Regions from separate parts of the Mus musculus genome. Here regions 1 and 2 are each linked to region 3. The links are chromatin contacts, called in public HiChIP or PLAC-seq maps. All regions are on one chromosome and are shown on one strand. Each heading gives the region's core, a stretch centred on a gene start, on an enhancer-like site or on the middle of the called end of the contact. The rest is flanking DNA. Distances are from core to core; before and after follow the strand shown.

Region 1 (4,220 bases), core at 436-2,935, 220 kb before region 3:
TGTGAGCCAATGAAATTGTACCATCCACACCATAAAGGGCGGTGATGCTCAGGGCCACTTAGAAAAGGAAGCGGTCAGAGCGGGGTGGCTCGTGTGTATGCAGAGCATGCAGGTGATCAGGACTGGGTGCTGGACATGAAAATCAAAGTAATAGGGCCAGCAAAGTAGGTTGCCCTGGTTTCTAAGCTCGTACAATGTTGTCATGTCTTCTCTCTTTAAAAACTCAAGTATATCGTTTATCCAGGCACACACCTTTAATCTCAGAACCTGAGGGGCAGAAGCGGGTGGGTGTCTATGAGTTTGAGGCCAGTCTGGTCTACATAATGAGTTCCAGACCATCTGGGGATACGTAGGGAGACCCTTTTCCATTTGTTTGTTTGTTTGTTCGTTTATTCATTCATTCATTCATTTAACTGTATCCACCGAGCTGGAGGTGCTCTTCTGTGGTAATATCACATATTACATACAGCATACATAAGGCCTAGAGTTCATTATGCAGGGTCAGAAACAAATGCCACCTCAGGGCACAGAGACCTTGTCTAGCCTGGGCTGCTCAGGGACTAAAGCTGAGGGCTATTTGAAGCAGGCATTTCAGGCTGCCTGTGGGAGAGAAGAAGGGGCTCACTTCTCACTGGCATCTCTTTTTTTTTGTTTTGTTTTGTTTTTGTTTTTTTGTTTTTCGAGACAGGGTTTCTCTGTATAGCCCTGGCTGTCCTGGAACTCACTGTGTAGACCAGCCTGGCCTCAAACTCAGAAATCCCCCGCCTCTGGCTCCTGAGTGCTGAGATTAAAGGCGTGCGCCACCATGCCCGGCTGACTCACTAACATCTCTTGCTCCCTGGTTGGCACTCTAGTAAATGCTGTCACCCACTTGAATGCTCTGTGTCACTTGTAGAAGAGTATACATTCTTTCTGTTACTTAACTCTCACTTTGTAATTGTCTAAAAATATTTATTCATCAGCAAGGCTCAACTCAGAAGAGTGAAAATCTTTAATTTTTCACTATAATTTTCTAAGAATGGAAAGGGTCAGCCAATATTAACTCATTGACCTTCATTTGAATCTTCATCTACTACTTCATCCCCACATCTCACAGAGAAGCAAATATTGCCACAGTGGCCTGGTGCAGCCCCACTCTCTGACAGCAGCACTCTGTATAGGGGCATCAGTCTATCCCACACCTCTGCAGCCCCACCTGATCACCCATACCGCACAGTAGTTGTAGGACAGGATGGGGAGGAGGGAGAGAGAGGCGCGTCCTCCTGTGTAGATACATCTCGCCATCTAGCTCTTGTGGACTTTGCTGAACATCTCTTTCCATGGAATCTGGATGTTCTCAGAAGAGGCATCAGTGCGCCTCACGTCACCGTATCAGAATATGGCACTAGATATCCGTGCCAAATCCATGCTCTGTGAGCAAAGTCACCAAATCACCAGGTCCTAACATACAACTCGAGGTGATGGTGAAGTTTGCTCTTCTGCATGCTTACATAAAGGGGCACTTTCCAGGGTGACTTTACCCACAGAGAAACAAACAGAAAATCTAAGATGATTGCTTCATGTTCAGGAGGCCAAGGGTTGGAGCGGGCTGGGTACCGGCCAGCTTAGAGACATTTCTCCGCCTCCAGCCCTAGGTTGAGATGTGAAGTAACATGATCTTGAAGCTGCAGCTAAGTGACAAAAAGGCACTGTCATCCAATCAGATGTGAGATTTGCCTGTGTGCCAGTGCTAGTGTGGGCTCTGACTCACCCGTGGGTAATTAGAAAAGACTGGTTTTTTTTTTTCCATTCAACAAATATTTATTGAGTAATAGCATAGCAGACACTGAATACAGCTCTAAACAGTCGCTGACCTCAAGTGAGGCAGGAGCAAGGTTCTGAGCCCTGTGACTCCATCTTGTATCTTTGAGGAAATGGAAGTACTAGACACTGAGGAAGGGGAGGGGGACAAACAGCAGGGCACAAGAGTCCAGAGCTGAGATGGGAGAAGAATTGGTGGGGTGGGGGCCAAGGCTTAGCAGGAAAGCAGCTAGTGACATCATTGATTGCAATAAGACCTAGTTATACCCAAGGTTGCCCAGGAAGCTTTGAAGAAATGCAACTGTCAGGCTGAGGTTTGTTGCCTGCTCTCAGTAGGAGGTAAGGAAGTCCTTGTACCAGGGTAGAGCTGACTGAAATGCTATTGCTATGCAGATGAGGGGGTTGGGGGGGATGGAGGCTGGCCGCAGCAAGCCTGGCCTCCTGGGCTTCTCTCCCTTATCTTTTGTCTTCTTTTCTATTCCCAGCAACAAGCCAATCTGATCCCAGGGCTAAACCTCAGTGCACTTGGCATCTTTTCGACTGGACTGTCTGTGCTTCCTCCACCAGCAGGGCCCCGTGGAGTTCCCCCCAGTCCTCCCTATCACCCCTTTGCTGTAAGTAACTGGGTGTCCCCCACACCACTGTGCTTGGCACCCCCCAACCCCCCTCCCCCCGGGGGGGGCAGCACAGCTACTCTCTTATGTTGAGGAAGGGCAAACACTTTTGTTTGCAGTCTTGATGAGTGATTGTAATTTGAATAAGAGTTTTTCTGGTGGGGAAAAAATACCAAACCAAGCTCTGAACGTGTGTTCTCAAACATGGGGTCATACCACCTAGGAAGGAACTGCTCACTGCTTCAGTAACTCGAGGTGTGTTTTATAAAAATAAGTTGTTAGTTCAAGCAACATTCATGAGTGTTAGTCATTTAGTACAACCTTTGTCCATAACTGAAATATACTTTATAGAAAGAAGACACCATAGTGTTTGTATGTAAACAGCACACTGCCTGATGTTTGAGCCTTAATTCTCAGCAGAATGTGAATGGTATGTCTTCCGCTTGTCAGTCTTATTCACAAACATCATTCAAGATTAGTACATTACCAAATGGAGGCTGAAGACACTGAACACGTGGCAGCTACCTTCCCCCACCTTATTCTTCTCTAAACACAAGGACGAATTTTGTGGGCAGATTTTGTTACTCCTGTGTATAAACCATTTCGTCGGGGAGAATCCAGTGAGTGGGTGAGCTCTTTGCTGATTGGTGCTTGCTCCCAGAAACTTTTCTGAGGTGTTTGGGAGTACTGTGCTTAACACCCTTAAACTAAAGGGTGGAGCTACCACTTAACTATATGTGCGTCTGTAATGGAGGGGTCGTGGCTGAAGCACCCGGATGTGGGTCACATCCTTTCCCTTTGCTTTGAAGTGTGATAACTACCTTAGCACTGAAAAAGACACTGAAAGATGTATCACTCCCTAGGATAGAGGCTGCATAAGGAGCCTTGTAGAGCATATCTGAAAGTTAGGAGTCCTTGATAACTGAAATTACAGTTGAAAATGATGTATGCAATTTAAACACCATGGCTTTCTCTTAGACCAGATTGGTGCTGGGGTGTTCAAGCATAATCAGTCAATGGTGGCTCATAGATAGCACTGGGGAGCCTGAGGGGGAAGATTCCAAACGTTTTGGGCCACCCTGGGTTACATGGTTAGACCCTGTCTCAACAAAAGAAATAGATGAATAAAAACTAAAGATGTGATATTTTCTTTTGGGGGTTTGTCCTTTAATGTCACGCTAAGGAAAAAGCCCCTTCTTCAGCCAAGAATAAAATGTTTTCCTTATACTAATTTTCAATTGTTGATTGGGGGAAGGGGTTATAATGTATTTTACAGCGTATTTATCTCTCCCCCCCCACCCCCCGTTTTTGGGTTTGTTTTTTTTGTTTTTGTTTTTGTTTTTGTTTTTGTTTTTCGAGACAGGGTTTCTCTGTATAGCCCTGGCTGTCCTGGAACTCACTTTGTAGACCAGGCTGGCCTCAAACTCAGAAATTCACCTGCCTCTGCCTCCCAAGTGCTGGGAGGGTTTTGTTTTGTTTTGTTTTGTTTTTTGACAAAGGGTTTCTCTGTGTATTCCTGGCTGTCCTGGAACTCACTCTGTAAACTAGGCTGGCCTCAAACTCAGAAATCCACCTGCCTCTGCCTCCCAAGTACTGGGATTAAAGGGCGTGAGCCACCACTGCCCGGCTGGGAATTTATCTTGATCTAACCTTATTATTTTTTCCAAGTGTATAGCCAGTTTCTCAAAGTCAGTTATTGAGTAATGTGCTAGCTTATCAGTCAGTTTGAAATCGTGCTCTGCCCTTTGTTTTAGCTTTGATTCTTTGAGACAGGGTCTCTTGTAGCCCAGGCTGGTCTCTCGCTAT
Region 2 (3,781 bases), core at 47-2,546, 250 kb before region 3:
GGAGAAACCTTCATTCTTTGCTGTCTCTTATTTCAATGGAAGCAGTGGGGCAGGCTACAGATTCCTCTCTTTAGAATAGTTCCTCTTATCAGGACATCAGAAACTCCCAATTTAACTGCTGTTATAATTTAGTGTATCTCCTCCCATATTTTTGTTTGTTTTAATTACACTATTAAGGCATGCACATGTTCATGCATGGTGTTGTAGACTTTTATGTCAACACTTGGAGTTGATCACGGATTTGAGCTACCCTTGGACTCCTGACCTCTTGGGAAACCGCACTACCTAGAGTGTTTCCTTCAGGGTAAGGGCGTGCATTGGTTACAGAAAGATGTTGACAGATCAGAAGGAATTTAAAGAGGAGCTGGCACTGTTGGAAAGTATAGCCAAAGGGCACTGAAAGAGATGTTTGATGGCCGTTAAGAATGAATGTGAAGGGGGCTGGTGAGACAGATGGCTCAGTGGGTAAAAGCACTGACTGCTCTTCTGAAGGTCCTGAGTTCAAATACCAGCAATCACATGGTGGCTCACAACCACCTGTAATAAGATATGATGCTCTCTTCTGGGGTGTCTGAAGACAGCTACAGTGTACTTACCCATAACAATAAATAAATCTTTGGACCGGAGGGAGCAGAGATCCTGAGTTCAATTCCCTGCAACCGCATATGGCTCACAACCATCTGTACAGCTACAGTGTACTCATATACATAAAATAAGTAAATAAATCTTAAAAAAATGAATGTGAAGGACACAAGCACCACATCTTTGCAGTTATCAAAACAGGAATTAAAAATGAATGCTGCACATGAAAATGCTATAACATAACCCAAGACTTCACGCACTAACCTAAAATACTAATTAAAAAAAAATCATGTATGTCTGAGAGTTTTGTTGGCTGCTGGCAGAAGTCAGAAAACGGCATTGGATCCCCTAGAACTGGAGTTAGCTGTGGGCTGCTGTGTGGGTGCTGGGAACTGAACCCAGGTCCTCTACAAGAGGCGACCAGTGCTTTTAACCACCAAGCCAACTAAAACTTAGCTCCTAAAATTAATTTTTAAAAACCTCTAAAAGAAAAAACAGTGTTCAATGTAAAAAAAAAATCATCTTATTTTTATGGTAAAATTTATTAGCTTGAGAATTAAAGTCCTAAAGGAAGTGGGAAAAGCTGTGTAGGAGCCGCTCTGAGCTGCTGAGGGCTCTTGTAGTTCTAATTTTGAAGGCTGAGGTCATGCCTGCTCTTCCCAGCATGGATTTGTCACCTAGTTCTGATTACACAGTTTTGCATATCAGGGTCAGAAGGTGGAGTCTGGTTGCAGTTGGGGGGAAGCCAGGCTGACTCAGCACGATGTCACAGAGAATGTCATGAGCATTTGGGTGTTTTAATTCTATCAGCGTCTCTCTCATGGTGCCCCCTGCTGGGATCTCAGATTATAAACAAGATAGGAGTGTAGCGATAGATAAACTGCCACACTTGGTGAAGTGCAGCAGTAGGTTGCTTACGCAGTTCAGTTGCCCTTGAATCGTCCCTGCATGGGTATGGAACAATCTTGTACATACTGCCAGCGGAGGGGACAGACACCAGGGCTGACACATAAAACCTTAGGTTAAAGCTGCCAAGAGAAGAGCATACAGGATCAGAGCCTTGGCTCTGGCAGCCTTATTAAGCCAGCTTTAGCCACCCAACCACCTCTATAGGCCAATTAAACAAATAATTATGAAAAGTAGAAAAAGAGGTTTATTCAGTGTGGCCACATTAGGAGGAAGAACAGAGATCCAGAGAGAGAACTCTCCCTCCGGCCATCTCCCTGTCCTAACATGCAATTTAGGTTTAAATAGCAGGCAGGAGGCATGAATGAATAACTATCAGTCCTAGGAAAGGCGTGACCCACCCCATCGCTGCAGTTAGAGCACCAGTCTGTCAGACTGAAATCAGCTCACCCTGTGGCTGGAACCAGAGTCCGAGTCTTTGCATTTCCTAGCATGGGACTCCTGGGAACCCCGATGTCTTGGGTCTATTGTGACAACAGTCTTATAGCCAGGGACAGGAGGCAGAAGTGTCTTGTAGGATACCTTTATTCCTGCCTGGACAATTGCACGGTCACCTTGGCATTGTCTCTGCTTTGTGGCAGTCAGGCAAGGGAGGTACCCATCAACTCAGCAGAAACCTGAAGGGCATGTGGTACCTGTCGGGAGGGAGCCATCGGGAGCCCACTGCTGCTCTTGGAAGGAACTTAGCTGGCATGCCAGTCCTAATGAGGACTGTTCTGGATCCAACCAGATGTGGGGGCAACCTACTTTATAATCTGGTTATTTTGATCTAACAACAGTATTTTAATAGGTGACCTGAGGGTCCACTGAGTAAAACTTCTGGGTGCGAGCAAGCCAGCTAGTTTTCAGAGGAGTCTTTTTGGTGTGAGCAGTGTAGTGTGGTCAGGGTGGAGTTAAGGATGTGTGTGCCCGTGGCTTAGATTCATCTGTTCCCACACTGTTCACCTCTAGTGCTTCCTTAGTCACTCACTTTTTGAGTGTCAATTTGGGGACATGTTTGGAATCTGGTGATGACCATGGAGGTAGACCTGGGGATGAAGCAGGTTTCTGAGACTTACAGCTCCGAAGCAATGTTATGAGTGTTTAGTGACCAAGAGTCTTCAGCTTTTTTGACCTCATACCTATTGTATTTTCCCAAAAGAGCCCTGTAATTAAGCTCTTTACCAAGGTCTTGGCTTCAAATTAGACATACACGTGATAACAGAGATAAAGAAATATCATAAAACCCAAGAGAACATGATCTCCCTGGCCTTGGGCAGATCAGTCTTTTTCCTTCTTCCTTCTTCTAAAAGGAGTTGATACTTTTGATTTTTGTTGTTGTTGTTTGGTTTGGTTTGGTTTTTCGAGACAGGGTTTCTCTGTATAGCCCTGGCTGTCCTGGAACTCACGCTGTAGACCAGGCTGGCCTCGAACTCAGAAATCCACCTGCCTCTGCCTCCCGAGTGCTGGGATTAAAGGCGTGCGCCACCACGCCTGGCCTCTTACTTATGACTTTTTTAAAAAGATTTATTTATTTATTATAGTACACTGTAGCTGTCTTCAGACACTCCAGCAGAGGGCGTCAGATCTTCTGACTTACGGATGGTTGTGAGCCACCATGTGGTTGCTGGGATTTGAACTCTGGACCTTTGGAAGAGCAGTCAGTGCTCTTACCCACTGAGCCATCTCACCAGCCCTTACTTATGATTTTTAAGATAGGGTTTACTTATGTGATCCTGGCTGGAAGGAGTTGATACTTTTTGTCTGTTGGTAGAATTTACTAATACATACTGAGTGAAGACATTAGCCTGCACACCGACAGATGCCGATTGCCCAGGGCCAGAGAGACTCTGGCAAAGAGAGGGCTTTCCTCTGGCTGCAGAATCTGTAAGGAGAGTTGTGCCCCCTTGTGACAAAGATGTTAAGAGTCAGACAGTCCTAAAGTTCTTGTGATGCTCGAATACTTGACTCTTTTCTCAGTAACTGAACAAATCCTTAAACTGCAACATGGACATGTTACTTATCGCCAAGTTTGCAAATGTTCCTTTTTTTCCATCCCATTCCATCTATACAGAGTCTGTATGTTTTTAAGGGGTAGACATTTATGTTTATTTCATTTATTTTGTTCTGATTGAATATCTGTTAAATCTGAGCAAAACACCAACAGTCCAGCCTCTCCCTTGGTCCACAGTGTGTTATGTAGGCGGGATTAGGTACGTGCTGACATTTCTCTTTTAACTCTTCCTCATTTAAA
Region 3 (4,306 bases), core at 150-2,649:
GCTTGCCTCCACGATCATGCCTACTATATCCATATGCATCAGAGAAATTTAGAGTTGTTCAACAATTTACACGAGACACATAGCAAATAGCAAAAGCATCAGGACCCACCTCTCATCTGTCTGACTCCAGAGACCAGATTGTCAACCATGTTGACAAGTGGGGAGATTTAGAAGAAGTCAAAGCTCTTGGGCAAAACCACTCCCTCACAAAGCACAGCCCAGGATAGCTACCTAACGCCTCGAGCGCTAGATGCCTCTGGGATTGTCACATCATCGCTTGGAGCAACTTTTACTTGGTTGAATGAGAGGATGTGCTCTTCTGTTACTGAGCACAAGGTCCTCCTGCAGAGCTCGCGGCCTCTGCAGCCCAGGACGTGAGAAGAGGCGCCTCACAATACATCTACAGCAATGAGGAGGTAACACACGTTCAAAGAACAACAACACTGAAAAGCAAATAACCTCTCAGATTCTGGGTGTACTTCTTCCGATTTTCCCTACGTGAAAAATTAAATCTAATAGCAGTGCTATACTTGAAAACCCCTCCTGTGTCTCGTGACTCCAACAACACTTTTCATACAGCCGCAGGCATGCCCTGTCATTTCTAAATGCAGCATGGGTTGTACAGTTGGCAACCCATTCTTCTCCTCTGACGTGGCTACACTATACGAGGCCTCTTTGAAGACTGGATTAGTGAACTCTGAACCTTTGCTCCTGGACAGACAAAGGGTGAGGCTTCTATGAGCCTCTGGTCACATGTTCAGGTTTCCTATTCATGGCTCCAAACCTTGTTTTACCTATATTTCTGCTTATACACCATAAAATTAAAATTAAACATGTACATTTATATTGTTAATCAATTAACATTAAATCCATGGTTCAATGACTCATAGTGCTTACTTATCATTTTATAGTTTCCTGAAAATAGATATTTTATGAGGCACTATAGTTTTGGTCTGCGCAGTGGGAAAATTAGTAAAGCCATTGTGTCTGACATGGACACCAGAGTGTTTCAATTTCTTTTAGGCCCGCCTAAGCTCCAAGGAAATGTTTTGTATCTGATCGGTGATTGTTTTCTGAGACTTATGGAACTGTATTTCAGAAGGGGCTCTATGGCCTTCATGTAACTTCAGTTACAGGACATCCTGGCAAACCTGGAATTCTTGCACAATTGAGCACTACACAATACTGCACACATGTTGCACCATGATGACAGAAGTGTGGGGGCCATGTGTTTTTTAACATAGCACAAACATCAGATCAGTGGCTCTGGTATGAGAAACTTGATTTATTCTAAAAATAACATTTGCGTAACGATCAATAAATACCCTTCTGCAAAGCTGCTCAGGGTTCATTCCATCTGAGACTGTTCCCCCGCTGACGTAAAAGCCTCCTGACAACCTCAAGTGTCTCTCTTTCTTTGGTCGTCCCTTGCAACTCTGTTTACCAACAGGTCTGGGGTGCTACCCTATAAAGCCCTGATGTTGAGATGTTGGCTATCTGAGAGGTTTAGGTCATTAGCATTGTACACTGGGAGGAGGTGAGCAGCTTGCTCCCCCCACACACCCCAGCCTTGGTGGCCTGCCACCACATGGGCCTGAGAGCTGACAAACTCAGGCTGGAATGTGATTAACCAAGTATGGTATTGTAAGGTGAGGCCTTTAGGGATGATTGACACATCTCGTGTGACACTGGGTCATTCTCACAGAAGGGTATGTGTTCTGATTCATAAGTAATTGTACCAGGAAGGCATGTGCCCACAGCAGGGAGCCTAAATAAGAATGCAGAGCTTCCCTCTGTCCCGCATTGGCTCAGAGTGTGTCACACACTCAGACGTTTGCTATGATGTGCTTATCTGTGAACACAATCATAAGAGTACCAGGAGAATTGATTTGGCCTAAGAATAAACTGTACTTGACAAGTAAATTTATAAACAGAGTATTTGTGAAGGGGGAGTCACTGTATTTTCCAATTATTGGGCAATTAAGCTGTTTTGTTTTTCTTTCTTTTTTAGAATGGTGTCGTGATCAATGTTTATAAAAGTCCTTCTGGGAGCTGCATTCCCCTTGGGAGCAAGTGGGAGACAAGCTTTAATGACGCCTACTTAACTGTGCTAGTTCTTGGAGCAGCCCATAATAGTTCTTCCAGATCCATATGTATTTTTCGGATTTCTGTAACTGTAACACATGTTTGAGATAATGAATTTATAAAGAGACAAGGTTCATTCTGGCTCAAAGGTTCAGTCCATGATCAATTAGCCATTGCTTTGGGGCCTGTGGTGAGTGAGACCACCACAGCTGGAGTGTGTGGTAAAACAAGCACCTCAGCTCGCCTCATGAGAAAGGACCAGACTGCCTCTATAATCCCAAGGAAATGCTTTCAAATGTCCTAAACCTGTCACCTAGCCCCACATTTTACAAGCGCCACCTCCTCCAATAGCACCAAGCCTTTTTAACACATGGGTCTTTGAGAGGAGTGGCATCCCAAATCCAGACTTCAGTGTTTTGCTACTGATTGGCAGCATCAGCATCAGCATCACTTGGGGGCCACTTAGGCAGCTGCCAAACCAAGTATCCAGAATCTGGCTTTAAACAAAATCCCCATCAATTCCTATGCACATTAAAAATCTGAGCTTTGCTGTAAACCAAGGATTCTGACTTCAGCATGCACCAGTCTCCACTAGCCAACTTGTTAAACACAGATTCCGGGACCTGCTGCCAGCATTTCTGATGGCAGAAGTGGAGTAGGCCTGGAATTTGCATTTCTGACAAGCTCCTCAGTGACGCTGAGGATATTAGACTCTGGGAGACACTTGTGAAGCACTGCTTTGGCTGGTTCATGGTAAGACTCCGGCAGAACCAATGCCGTAAAGGGGCTAACGCACACTTGTGGGAGAAAGAGCAGGGCAAGTGGCTTATAACTGTCAAAGAAATCGTCTCACTGTGGAGCTAGGCCAAGCTGACTGGATTGAGTAGATCTGTCTCCAGCAGGCACAGGTAAATATGGAGGGGTCAACTGAGAAACAGAAGAGAACAAAGTGTGTTTATTTCTTCTTACCTGGGCATATGCTGGGAGAGAAACTATCACATAGTAACTGAAAAGCTTACTACTATTTGTTTCATCAATGGTATTTTACAATTATATACAGGAAGATAATCTGAGGGATTTTCTAGGAAAAGTACTTTCTTTTCTTTAGCCTTTTCAATGTTTTCCTGGTCTCTGACAAATCCCTGGCTAATGCTACTCGAGGAAAAAAACCAGAAACTTCTTAGAAGCTCACACAGAATCCAGCCCAGAACACGGTTTACTCAAATGCGTGACCCCTCGGCATAGTAGAATTTCTGGGGATAGGCTATTTTAGGGTAACTCACCATTATAAATCCATATTACTTAACATTATAAATCCATATTACTCATGAGCCTGAGAAGGCTTTGATGCAAAGTAGCCTCCCGCAAAGATGCTGCTTTGGAGTGGTCTCAGGTCTCTCCTGTGACCTGCTTAGCTCTGCAGTGACACCGAGGTTCTCCTGTCATCTCCCTCACTTCCTTTCCTGTTTTTATTTTGTGTGGATGGTGTGCGTGCGTGCGTGCGTGCGTGCGTGTATACATGTTGGCATGCAGATGGATACACATATGCGTGGAAGTGGAAACCAGAAGATGACCATAGGTACCCTCCTCAGTCAGCTCATCCCACCTTAGATATTAAATCAGGTAGTTCCTTGGCTGGCCAGGAACTCACAAGAGATCTGCTTACCTCTACTTCCCAAGTGCTGGAATTAAGGGTGTTGTCAGTGCACTTGGCTGAGGCAGGATCTTAATATTCAATCCAGAGCCCATAGCTTCAGGTAGTCTAGCTAGTCAGCTTGCCAGGGATCTCCTGTCTCCACGTCCCAAACACTGGGATTAGAGGTGTCTTGTGGGTGCTGTGGATTTGAACTTTGGTCCTTATGTCTGTGTGGCACTGAATCTTATCACTAGCCTAACTAGACTACAGCTTATCTCCCCACTGAGTAACTTATCTGAATATGCATTGCATTCCCAGAAAAAGAAAAAGAGCCCCTAGGCTTTTCTGTCCTGCTTCTTTATGGTCTGTCATGCCAGCTGCAGCTGTTGGTACAATGGGCTCCAAACAGACTAGAAGGGAGCTGGTTACTCTGCCATTGTTAGCATATGGAGCCTAAGCTGACCACTCCATGCTTGCTTGGCTCACTTGCCTTTAAAGCTTGCACAGTTCCCAGCTCCCTGATCATCAGCAGTTCTAAGTATATCAACAGAATAAGAACCCGATGGTGACTTCCGGAGAGGCCCA

What was found. HiChIP or PLAC-seq counts read pairs in DNA pulled down with a chosen protein or histone mark.
Region 1: an HNF4G HiChIP or PLAC-seq map of pancreatic cancer cells shows a contact between it and region 3. The contact joins two enhancer-like sites. A contact is called at or near these places in 1 of 484 Hi-C or Micro-C datasets (bone marrow-derived macrophages), 4 of 115 datasets of contacts at active chromatin or transcription factors (T-cell acute lymphoblastic leukemia, bone marrow-derived macrophages, pancreatic cancer cells and 1 more) and 3 of 9 other capture datasets (adipose tissue, embryonic stem cells and pancreatic islet).
Region 2: a FOXA1 HiChIP or PLAC-seq map of pancreatic cancer cells shows a contact between it and region 3. The contact joins two enhancer-like sites. A contact is called at or near these places in 1 of 15 datasets of contacts at CTCF or cohesin (large pre-B cells), 2 of 484 Hi-C or Micro-C datasets (CD4 T cells and the STO cell line), 4 of 115 datasets of contacts at active chromatin or transcription factors (astrocytes, cardiomyocytes, microglia and 1 more) and 2 of 9 other capture datasets (adipose tissue and liver).

Annotation. Positions count from the first base shown.
Region 1 is chr16:22,074,211-22,078,430 of GRCm38.p6, reverse strand. Igf2bp2 (insulin-like growth factor 2 mRNA binding protein 2) reads left to right here. Exons shown (of 16, transcript NM_183029.2): 10 at 2,286-2,414. Among named protein-coding and RNA genes, the nearest start is that of Senp2, 67 kb to the right of the region's middle. Within about 2 kb of position 1,685, at least 118 of the 459 cell types and tissues checked have an H3K27ac peak or open chromatin away from gene starts, as enhancers often do. A contact at or near this core is called in pancreatic cancer cells, where this site is marked.
Region 2 is chr16:22,105,861-22,109,641 of GRCm38.p6, reverse strand. All of the region lies in intron 2 of Igf2bp2 (insulin-like growth factor 2 mRNA binding protein 2), which reads left to right. Among named protein-coding and RNA genes, the nearest start is that of Igf2bp2, 56 kb to the left of the region's middle. Within about 2 kb of position 1,296, at least 68 of the 459 cell types and tissues checked have an H3K27ac peak or open chromatin away from gene starts, as enhancers often do. A contact at or near this core is called in pancreatic cancer cells, where this site is marked.
Region 3 is chr16:21,854,729-21,859,034 of GRCm38.p6, reverse strand. It overlaps a transcript of Map3k13 not described here. Among named protein-coding and RNA genes, the nearest start is that of Gm26744, 11 kb to the right of the region's middle. Within about 2 kb of position 1,399, at least 33 of the 459 cell types and tissues checked have an H3K27ac peak or open chromatin away from gene starts, as enhancers often do. A contact at or near this core is called in pancreatic cancer cells, where this site is marked.